Regions from separate parts of the Mus musculus genome. Here region 1 is linked to region 2. Evidence: chromatin contacts called from public Hi-C data. All regions are on one chromosome and are shown on one strand. The core of a region is the stretch at or near the end of the contact, and the rest is flanking DNA. Distances in the headings are between cores, read along the strand shown. Region 1 holds the start of Dnajb1 (DnaJ heat shock protein family (Hsp40) member B1). Region 2 holds the start of Zfp869 (zinc finger protein 869).

Evidence for each region. Hi-C and Micro-C count contacts between places; a contact is called where the count stands out from the background.
Region 1: a contact with region 2 is called in a Hi-C map of B cells, with 5 read pairs. The contact joins the promoter of Dnajb1 here to the promoter of Zfp869 in region 2. A contact is called at or near these places in 1 of 39 promoter capture datasets (cranial neural crest) and 1 of 484 Hi-C or Micro-C datasets (B cells).

What each region holds. Positions count from the first base shown.
Region 1 is chr8:83,606,857-83,611,961 of GRCm38.p6, forward strand. Dnajb1 (DnaJ heat shock protein family (Hsp40) member B1) reads left to right here and starts at 1,319. Exons shown (of 3, transcript NM_018808.3): 1 at 1,319-1,686; 2 at 2,958-3,538; 3 at 3,733-5,105. The coding sequence starts at 1,476. The coding sequence ends at 3,963. Gm42029 (a long non-coding RNA gene) reads right to left here and starts at 994. Exons shown (of 3, transcript XR_878996.2): 1 at 914-994.
Region 2 is chr8:69,713,838-69,719,447 of GRCm38.p6, forward strand. Zfp869 (zinc finger protein 869) reads right to left here and starts at 3,065. Exons shown (of 5, transcript NM_001039965.1): 1 at 2,931-3,065. Gm51532 (a long non-coding RNA gene) reads left to right here and starts at 3,270. Exons shown (of 2, transcript XR_003947396.1): 1 at 3,270-3,916.

The DNA of each region.
Region 1 (5,105 bases), core at 69-2,568, about 14 Mb after region 2:
TTTGTAGACCAGGCTGGCCTCGAACTCAGAAATCCGCCTGTCTCTGCCTCCCAAGTGCTGGGATTAAAGGCATGCACCACCACTGCCAGCTCACTATCTCTGTCTCTGTACCTTTAAAGACACTTTCTCTACAAGTGTTCCCTAGCTCCAAATCCATGGGGAGGCGGGGGGCAGGGCTCAACTGGTTCGGTTTTCATGGGGTCAGTACAGTTAGGAAAATCAAAACACATACACCACACACAGCTATACCATTAACGGAAGGCTAAAGTCATTTTTCTCAGGGGTGCCTAGGGCAAGGGTTATCTGACTCTCCTCCTACAGAGCTTCCAGAAAGGGAATGTCAACAGTTGTCCACTAAACAAGATGATTAATCATCTCTTTCAAGAACACCCTTTGTCCCTTGTCTTTAACAAATGCAGAATAATGTCAACTTCACCATATTCCACGACCATTCCCTTTGTACAGATGACCACACTGAGACCAGAAAAGCTACTCTACCAACCCAAGGTCACACAGCCAGAAAGTGCTAGGATGAGAGTCAGTCTTTCATGCACTTTCAGGCAGTCCCATTCCCTGCAAGAACCACCAATGACTATTCCAGCTTCTCTATGCCTTCCAATATCTGAAGCTCTCTCCTCTTCCTCACTCAGCTCCGTCCTTGACCGCCATCATCCCAGACTTACAAAACCAAAAGCAAAAAGCTATACTATATCAAAGTATTTGGAAATATTTACGAAGCACCCAGTGGATCTTTAAAAAAATCACGCAGCCCTGGTGGTAAACTCAGACGGCAAAGGAAGTGACAAGTATCAGAACGCCAAGAGGCGAGCTAAACCCAGTAGGAATTAGTAGGAAGTAAGATAAACCGGAGAGGCAGCCCGACTGCAGCAAGCCCAAGGCAGACCAGTCTCACCTCGCTTTACAGTAACGGCCTTACGGGAAAAACCAAGGGCTACGGGCAGAAGAGGGCGGGGTGCCTATTTTTATCCCTGGGTTAGAGCAGGAAAGCTTAGAGGTACTTGTCAGGTAGCTACCACAAGTCACGCAGCAGAACCTCCCAGCCGGCGATAACCTGGGGGAAAGGGTGCGGCCTTTCGGAGAGGCCCGTCTCTGTAGCCCCGCCCCTCTTCGCGCCTCCACCTGTCCGCAGAGAGAGAGAGGGTTGCGATTGGCTGGATCCGCTACGGAGGCGGAACCCCAGCAGCCGGCGCGCGCGCCCGAGGAAGGCGTTGACCAGAGTAGAGAGGGAAGGGGCGTGGCCCCGCGCGGAAAGCCGTTGGCAGCCGGGTCCCACCCCGGATGTGCTGCGTCACGGAGCGGGCCGCAGCGATTGGCCGGTGTCGTGCGGCGCATCGGGAGGGGCGGAAGGTTCTGGAGGGCTGGCGGGATCTGGAAGCTTCCGCCGGACGGGTATATAGAGTCCGGGACGGGGCAGCAGCGGAGCCGGAGGCGGCGACAGCTGGGCGGCGGTGGCCATGGGCAAGGACTACTATCAGACGCTGGGCCTGGCCCGCGGCGCGTCCGACGACGAGATCAAGCGAGCCTACCGCCGCCAGGCGCTGCGCTACCACCCGGACAAGAACAAGGAGCCCGGCGCTGAGGAGAAGTTCAAGGAGATCGCCGAGGCCTACGACGTGCTCAGCGACCCGCGCAAGCGCGAGATTTTCGACCGCTATGGAGAGGAAGGTACGTGTGCGCGCGGCCGGGGTGACCCGCCGTTTGACAGGCGGGGAAACCGAGGCACTCGGAGCCTCTCCAAGACCTCGGCCGGGGACAGGCATTCCGGGGATCTAGCGGCGGCGCCGCCTCCTTCACCCTCTGATCCGCGGCCTCAGACAGGAGGAGGAGCTCTGGGCGCGCCGCTGGCACAGAAGCTTCTAGCACGTCTGCCGCAGCCCCTCCCGGTCGGTCGCCTGCACAGCGCCGGAATGGTGCAGATGGAGGGCGGCGGTCGCGATGGGAATGAAAATTGCCCGAGTATTGATTCTCTTTCCTAGCCGCAAGCTCAGTGTTCGCTCACCCAGGGTTGAGCCTTTTTGGTAACAGTGCGTAGGAGCTTCTCTGTAAGATGGTAACAGCATAGCTGGGAGGATGGAGCAGTCACGTAAACCTGGTCGCACCGAGATCTAGAGGCCTTACTACCGAATATGTTGTCAGGAAGTAAAACGGAGTAGTGTGTTTCTTGCTCCTATTGCCATTGGGAGTTAAAAGACTTGAGATTCGTCCTTGACTAACAAGCTTTTTAATATATACATAAAATCCCTCCCGCTATAGTTCCTGTGGCCTTTTTACTAAGAGCAAAACTTGTTGAGCAGAGTGCGGGGGCTCACACCTCCACATGGGAAACCGAATTAGGAACGCTGTGAATTTGCTTCAAATCAGAGCTACAGGGTAATAAGCTCCTGTTTCCAAAGGAACCGGATGTTGTGACAATCCCCCCTCTGGGGTATTTGAGTCAGGAGGATTGCCTTGAGGCTACTCTGGACGAAAGTTTGTGTGTTACGTGGCATTGACAGTAATACATGCAAAAGGAACAAAATGTGACCATTTATTTGAGACAGGACCTCACTGTTGCTGGAACTTTGTTTTTCAATTTATTTGAGCGTGTGCCTCCGTGTATATGTGTATACCATTCACATGCTTCTAGAGAAGAGGGCATTAAAGGTCCCGGAACTAGAGTTAGACCATGGTCTGCTGCTATGTAGGTGTTGGAAATTGAACTTGGTTCTTCTGCCAGATGAGCCAGTGCTCTGAGCCATTTCTCCAGCACCTCATGGTGGAGCTCTGGCTTGTCTGGAACTTGCAGAGATCAGTCTGCACTTGTCTTGAGAGTGCTGGGGTTCTGAGCTCTTTGTTTCAGGGGTTTTATGTTTTATAAGTGTGTTGAAGTGTTGGGGGTGGAGGGAGGTGGGGCTGACTCTCCAGCAGTAACCCTGACTTGTGGTTTTGGTTTCCAGGCCTGAAGGGTGGTAGCCCCAGTGGAGGAAGCAGTGGTGGTGCTAATGGTACCTCTTTCAGCTACACATTCCACGGAGACCCCCATGCCATGTTTGCTGAGTTCTTCGGTGGCAGAAACCCCTTTGATACCTTTTTTGGGCAGCGCAACGGGGAAGAAGGCATGGACATTGATGACACATTCTCTAGCTTTCCAATGGGTATGGGTGGCTTCACCAACATGAACTTTGGACGTTCCCGCCCTTCTCAAGAGCCCACCCGGAAGAAGCAAGATCCTCCAGTCACCCATGACCTTCGGGTCTCCCTTGAAGAGATCTACAGCGGCTGTACCAAGAAGATGAAAATCTCCCACAAGCGGCTGAACCCTGATGGAAAGAGCATTCGAAATGAAGATAAGATCCTGACCATCGAAGTGAAGAGGGGCTGGAAAGAAGGGACCAAAATCACCTTTCCCAAGGAAGGGGACCAGACCTCGAACAACATTCCAGCAGACATCGTCTTTGTTTTAAAGGACAAGCCACACAATATCTTCAAGAGAGATGGTTCTGATGTCATCTATCCAGCCAGGATTAGCCTTCGGGAGGTAAGGTGCTAGGTGGGTGGAGGAGTCATAAAAAGAGATGGCTGCTGTGAGAATAATGGGTTGTGGGGTTGGGGGGGCTTTGGAGTGGGGTGTCAGCGGGCCTGGTCTGGTAGACCTGACCCTTCTCCGGACGGTCTGGAGGAGTGAAGCTCCTAAGCCAGCCACTGCCTGACACTGTCCTTTTGCTTCCCTAGGCTCTCTGTGGTTGCACTGTGAATGTCCCTACTCTGGACGGCAGGACCATCCCTGTTGTATTCAAAGATGTCATCAGGCCTGGTATGCGGCGGAAAGTCCCTGGAGAAGGCCTCCCTCTCCCCAAAACACCTGAGAAACGTGGAGACCTTGTTATCGAGTTTGAAGTGATCTTCCCGGAAAGGATTCCCGTCTCATCCAGAACCATCCTGGAGCAGGTTCTTCCCATATAGCCACCTGCACTCCTCAAGGACTGAGCCAGGGGCTTTCAGAGCTGCAGATCTCCAGACCGTTCCACTGGTTGCATACTGCGGGAGGGCCCAGGGAGGGCTTTTGCTCTGCCGAATGTTTTCCACAGAATATATTACAATCTTTCAAAGTCGCGCACTAGACTACAGTGGTTTTTCGAGCGATAGGCAGGCGGTGGGAACAGCAGCCCTCCTGGAATGGACCCACCCTCTGCACCCCAGCTCCTGCCCAAGGGTGTGAGGCAGGCCTGCAACTGGACTCTTGCCCTCTGTTGTCCTTAGTCTGGCTGTCATGTGACAGTGGTCCGCCATCTCAGTTGCCAGACCCTGTGCACTAGTCAGTCTCCACTGTGTGGGAGGTTCTTGTTTTATCTGTATTTGTCCCATGCCTTGTTCCTCCTCCCCAGAAGAGTCCTGTCTTGTCTTGGCCATCTCAAATTGAGACCAATTCCCTAGGACTGCCAGGCCAGCATCACAAGCAATACCTGGTTGCAGGACCACAGGGCCAGCCTCCTTCCAGGTTCTGGGGCCTGGCCAGCCAGGAGATCCCCTGGACCTCTGGCTCCATTGACATCAGATGGCTGGCTTACAGTCACAGTACTTGCTGGTCCAGAGGTAGACCTTGGCCACACCTGGCACTTCTCAGAGGCACAGGTGATTTTGTGTGTGTGTGTGTGTGTGTGTGTGTGTGTGTGTGTGTGTGTGTGTGTGTAATGGACTCTGAACTCTAGAAGGATACAATCCTTTTGGATTTTGCACAGTCCTAGATCTAATCCCTTTTGATAAAAGGGTCTTTGCTTCTGATGAAAGGAGCACTGTGGAACGTATGTAAATATGTTTTTATAATTCCATTGGAAGCTGGTGTGCACTCAGACGAAAGCAGTCCCTGTCAACTACTGTCCAGGGCTGTGATGGGATCAGACCTGGGCGTGAAAGTATCTGTTCTTTGGAGCTAGCCTGGTGTTCTGACCATTCAACTCATTGTAAGTTGCCACTACCAACACAAGACCAAAGTGTGTGACTTGTCATTATGCAGTGTGACAGCATTAAAGACTGATGCTAAACCTCAGGGGAGCAGTCCTTCGACTCTGTTTGAGGGCTTTGCTGGGGGGAGGAGCGGCATGGTT
Region 2 (5,610 bases), core at 1,815-4,314:
ATAGGTCAGGGAGACCTAACAGGCTCGCCTGCTCTTCACGGTTGCCCTCCAGAACTGGCTGTTATTACTGAAGACGCCCCCCACACCGGTTACAATGCAGAAAGAAATCAAACTGGCACTGAACTTCCTCCCTGTTGGCTGGCTTTCATGATGCTCTGGGCACTAAGCAGGCTGCTGGGGGAGGAATGACAGGCACAGAATGTCTTACCCAGACCTCCACGACACACAAAACCAACCTGCCAAGCAAGGTGTGTCCACCTGAGCAATAGTGATATAGCTGTTCTGAGGATAACACCAGGCGGCTCTCTAACTGAACTTGAGGCTCACTCCTTCAGAGAATCCATCCCTGTCATAGTAAACTAAACCCAAAACCCACGTCTGCAGCTGGAGGGATAAACTTTGCACCACTGTTCTAGCTCAACTGTCCTGGCACCCAGTTACCTTCTAAATAATGCTCTACTCACAAACAACTGCTCCTCCCCGTCTGAGGTAGAGAAGCCCCTCCGCAGCAAACTCGGAGATGCACAGTTAGTCAGGACATTTAGACCACCACTTCCAGGGCGCTGAGATCACTGTGAAAGATGAGGCACAGACAGTAAGGCCCAGAGACAGTGAGATGGGATGTAAAATGTTGACTTTTCAGCACTGCAGAGCTAATGCTCTGTATGACCTCACTTTACAACAGCAATGCATTGCTGTAACGGACCTGACACAGGACTGGGCCCATCATGATTTAGATACCAAGGGATTCTAAACAAAGGCATTGTTTTCAACTGTGTACCCACTACCGTGCTCAGATGCATGGGCAGGAACCTGCAGCCACACGGATGATCCTGGTTAAAACCAGAATGGTTTTTTTTAGTGGCTCTCAAAACAAAGAAGGAGATGAAGGGGGCAGAAAACATGGATATTTCACAGGGAACTGTAAGCAGGAGAGGACAAAGAGGGAAATCAGAGGGCAGGACATTACAGTAGTCTTTATACATGTATGAAATTGTTAAAGGGAAAAAGAACATCAGATAGGTGTCACGGTGCATGCCTCTTACATGAAATTATATGTGAAATTCCAGCACTTGGAAATAGAGGCAAAAGAACCAGGAGTTCAAGGTCATTCTTGCCTACACAATTTCTATCTCAAAAGCACATGCTAATTTAAAGAAAAGTCAGGCTAAAGAGGTGGTATGGTTCAATGGTTAAGAACACAGATGCTGGTCTGGAGAGATGGCTCAGCGGTTAAGAGCACTGACTGCTCTTCCAGAGGTCCTGAGTTCAAATCCCAACAACTACATGGTGGCTCACAGTCATCTATAATGGGATCTGATACACCTCTACTGGTGTGTTTAAAGACAGTGTACTATATACATAAAATAAAAAAATAAATAAATCATAAAAAAAAGAACACAGATGCTATTTCAGAGGTCCAATTCCCAGAGTACACATGACAGCTTACACCCATATGTAACTACAGCTACAGGAGATCTGATGTCCTCTGCTAGCTTCCGCAGGCACTAGGCATACAAGCGGTGCAAACGAAACACCATACATAGGATACAAAAGGATGCATCTCCCTCCCCTGGCCTCAGAAAGGGATGGACACCAAGCACTAGGATGGCACGGCCTGAAACCAGCCTATCATCTGATACCTGTGTGAGCCAAGGATCTAGTCAGGGACGCAGCTTCAATTCAACTGAGTCCCTGTCAGTTCACCAGGACCAGTCAGTCTGCCTTTCATATCATATAGACCACTACAGCCACTTTCAAACCTGACATCCTCGGGCTTCATTCAAAGCTCTCCCCCTGTGGCTCACTAGTCGTGTGTTCTAACTTCTCTCATCAACTGAAACACTGCTTGCATTTCTCTTCGCCAACTTCTGGGACCCTCTGAACTCTGCTGCAGCCTCTTTAACTTATGCTGGTTGTGTAAACAGCATATGTGGATATAATTATATATTTACCGTGTGATATGAAAAAATATTAATAATTAGGATTTGGAAAAATTGAACCTTGGATAGAATATCTTGGAAATATAAAATATCTTGGAAAAATAGCCTTGGCCAGATTACCACCAGAGGCGTGACACCTTTTTACTTTCTATTCAGTAAATTATGAAATTGTGGAAATACACAAACATATTTGTCTGTTTCTGATATAACATCCTCATGACCAGAAGACACAATCAGAAAAATGTCAGTTCCCAGGTTCAATTACAGATTTAAGATAATTCCCACAAAATGCTAAAAAGTTCTTATCAGGTACATAAAAGACATTGCTGAATTTTATATGTAAAATACTTTTAAAAAAACACACAAAATGGTTAGCACAATGTAGACGAACCCACAACACACTCGTAACATTTCCAATCAAATACACAAGACAACACACTGTTTAGGAAGAATAAACAGATCCACAAAAAAAAATTTTTTTTTAAATTAGGAGACAAGCTGACCTTTGATAAAGTAGTACAATCTTTTCTAGAACTGTTTCTGGGACACCATCCGAAAGAAACTCTTGGACAAAGACTCGGAGAATTTCACAAAATTAACTCACACTTGATGCTAGACCTACGAAGCCCACAACGTCTAGACCACAGCGCAGAGAACACAGCAGTCATAAGTGCGACACCAAAAGCACAAACAGGGCGCCAGCACTGGGCGGTGACGTCACCAACCCGGAAGCTACCCCCTGATTAGGAGGAGTCTTCCGCTCCCCGCGCTCTGCGCAGACATGGCTGGAAAAGCGGAAGTGATTAGAGTCCTCCGAGACAAGCACTGGCCAGTGACGGGGCCCACGTCGCCCAGTGGAACGCACAGGGTGTCCGCTCGGCCGGCCGGTCCCACCGCTCCCCCAACCCCGGGAAGGACCTATCACCCCGGCTCACGCGGCTCAGCCGACCGCTCCTCCCCATCCGGGGACAGCGGCCCCGCGCTCACCATGGCGCGGTTGCTGAGCTCGCCTGCGCTCCCCCTACAGCTCCCGGCAGCGGCGATCACACCGCAGCTCACGGGACCACGCGATGCCTGCTTAAGAACAGAATCTGCAGCATGGCGGCGGATAGGACCCACCTCTCGTCTCGTCTGGTGTTCTTGATTGGACATCTTGCCCCGAAGCTTTGATTGGCTAGAGCTGCACCACAAGTCTGATTGACAGGAGTTCCCTAGATGCAGCTGCGTGGATGACTCAATTCCATTGCTCTAATTGGCTAGCATGCCCTGAATGATGAAGCAGTTCCTTTAGGCGCTCTTGAGTGAGTGGCCTGGCCTGAAGGTTCTGATTGGCTAGCACTGCCCTACGAGGGCCTGAGTGACAGGAACAGCTTCGCTTGGTCCTTGTGAATGAATGTCCTGCCCTCAGGGCCCTGATTGGCTAGTGAAATCTGAATGACAGCTCCCATAAGTGGATGAACTGAAATTAAAAGACGTGGACCACACAGACCTTCCCAACTCTGGCTTTCACCCAAGTTCATGCAAGTCTGCTTCAAGACGATCTGATTGAAGCAGGACTTCCTTGTGCATCCCAGAACTTTCACAGCTTGTCTTCTTGCACTCAGTAGGTACTTAAGGTTCTTCCTCTTGGAAGCCTTGTTTTTGTGCACAGTCTATTACATACACTCCCCAAGGCAGTGATCACTTTGCCTCACAACTAGACCAGGGCCCAACCCAACCCCTATCACATCGAAACAAGACTTGATGTCCTCCGGGTTTCAGGAATTTCAGCAAGTCACGCCAAAGATTGCTCAATTATAACAAGTTGCACCTTTTCTTTTTAAGCAGAGAAGCGAACCCATTCCAAGACCAAGGTGGTGTTGCTTTTCCTGCAATCCCAACAAAGGAGGTGGAAGCCAAAGAACCAGGAATTCGGGATATACTTCCTGAAAAACTTCCAGTATCAATCACAGACTACTCCAGGTCAACAGAAGGTATTGAAAGACTCCGAGAGGAGCCCCTCGCTCAGGCCTCAGGACAATAGCGGACACCCAAGAACTCACGACAGACCGAGCTTGTTGCAAACCACATGAGGCTTTATTCGGGGAAAGCCAGAGCTCTGGGGACGACTCATATCCCACGCAGGGGTAGAGGAGTTGTCCTCGAGGGGAAAGAGGTCCCAGTTTTTATAGGCCCTCAGGGGGGAAAGGAGAAGGGGGAGATTAGGGGATTTCCAGATCTAAACAATGTCTATTCTCAAGAAATGGGTATGGGAGGGGTACAAGGAAAGAGTCTAATGAAGGTGCAGCAATGGGCACACACCTGGTCAGAACTTTGGCAGACACACAGGTTCAAGAAGTGGCCAGAGCATTGTGCACCTCTATTTTTCTAAATCAGTGAAGCTAGTTCTGCTAACACTGACGTCTATCTTGCCAATTTCAGGGCTTCTGTGTCCTTTTACATTCTGCCAGGATCTTTCAGTATTTGAAGGAGCCTTACACATTGAAGATGCCTGTATCCACGAGGCCACAGAAATGACCAAACCACACTAGAATAGTGAAGGAAGACAGGAGATAGCTAATTTTTAAATAAGCAGATAGCTAAGGAGAGTGGCTCTGGATCAAATCAAACTGATTAGGAGTTCATCCACTTGGGATCCAAGGATTTACTCCAGATTCTTGCCCAAGAGAAGCTGCCTCATGGTCCATCCATTTGCCTAGGAATTTCATAAGTTCATTCTTTTTTAATAGCTGAGTAGTACTCCATTGTGTAAATGCACCTACACGGCTAACTTCACACATATACCACACATGCACACATGCACGTTCACTAGCCCCATTCCACTGAGGGTCACTCACAACCCACCTGGTAGGCTTGACTGAGCTAACTCCCTCTTGCCCTCTGTGCTGTAGGCCACTACTAACAAGGCCAGGTAGGATCTGAGAGCCTTCTTCATAGAAACTTCAAAGATTTTATTCTTTAATATCATTTAATATGAACCAATCAGCTAAATGTATGCTGGCTGGTCCATTTCTAGAAGGATAAATGCACTCTTGCAGTTGTGCAGTTTTGCTCCACAATCTATATGTATGAATAAAGTATACTTGGGGGAGGTGGCTGGAAAGATAGTTCCAAAGTTAAGAGCACTGACTGCTCTTCCATAGCATCTGGGTTCAATTTCCAACACCCACATAATGGCTCACAGTAACTCTAGCCCTACAGGATCCAACATCCTCTTCTGACCTCCCTGGAAGAGGCATGCACGGTGCACATACATACATGCAGAAAAACCAATCACATGAAATTCATAAAGGGCCACAGTGCGCCCTCTCTGAACACCACACCCACCTGTTGTACAGGAGACTGTGGCTTTGTGTGAATATGTGCTTTTTGAGGGAAGATTTTTGGCTTGGTTTGGTTTTTTTTTTTTTGTTTTGCTTTTTTGTTTTTTAAACAGGGTCTCCCTAAATAGCTTTGGGCAATCTGGAGCAATAATAATCTTAATAATAATAATCTTCTGCATGTAGACTGCAAACTTTTCATTCTGTAATTTGTAGCTGGTCTTTGCTACTTTGTGGATTCTTCTTTTCCCACCCTTTACCCCCGCACCCCACCCCATTTCACCCCATCACTAAATAGGAAAGAGGGAGGGAGGGAGGGAGGGAGGGAGAGAGAGAGAGAGAGAGAG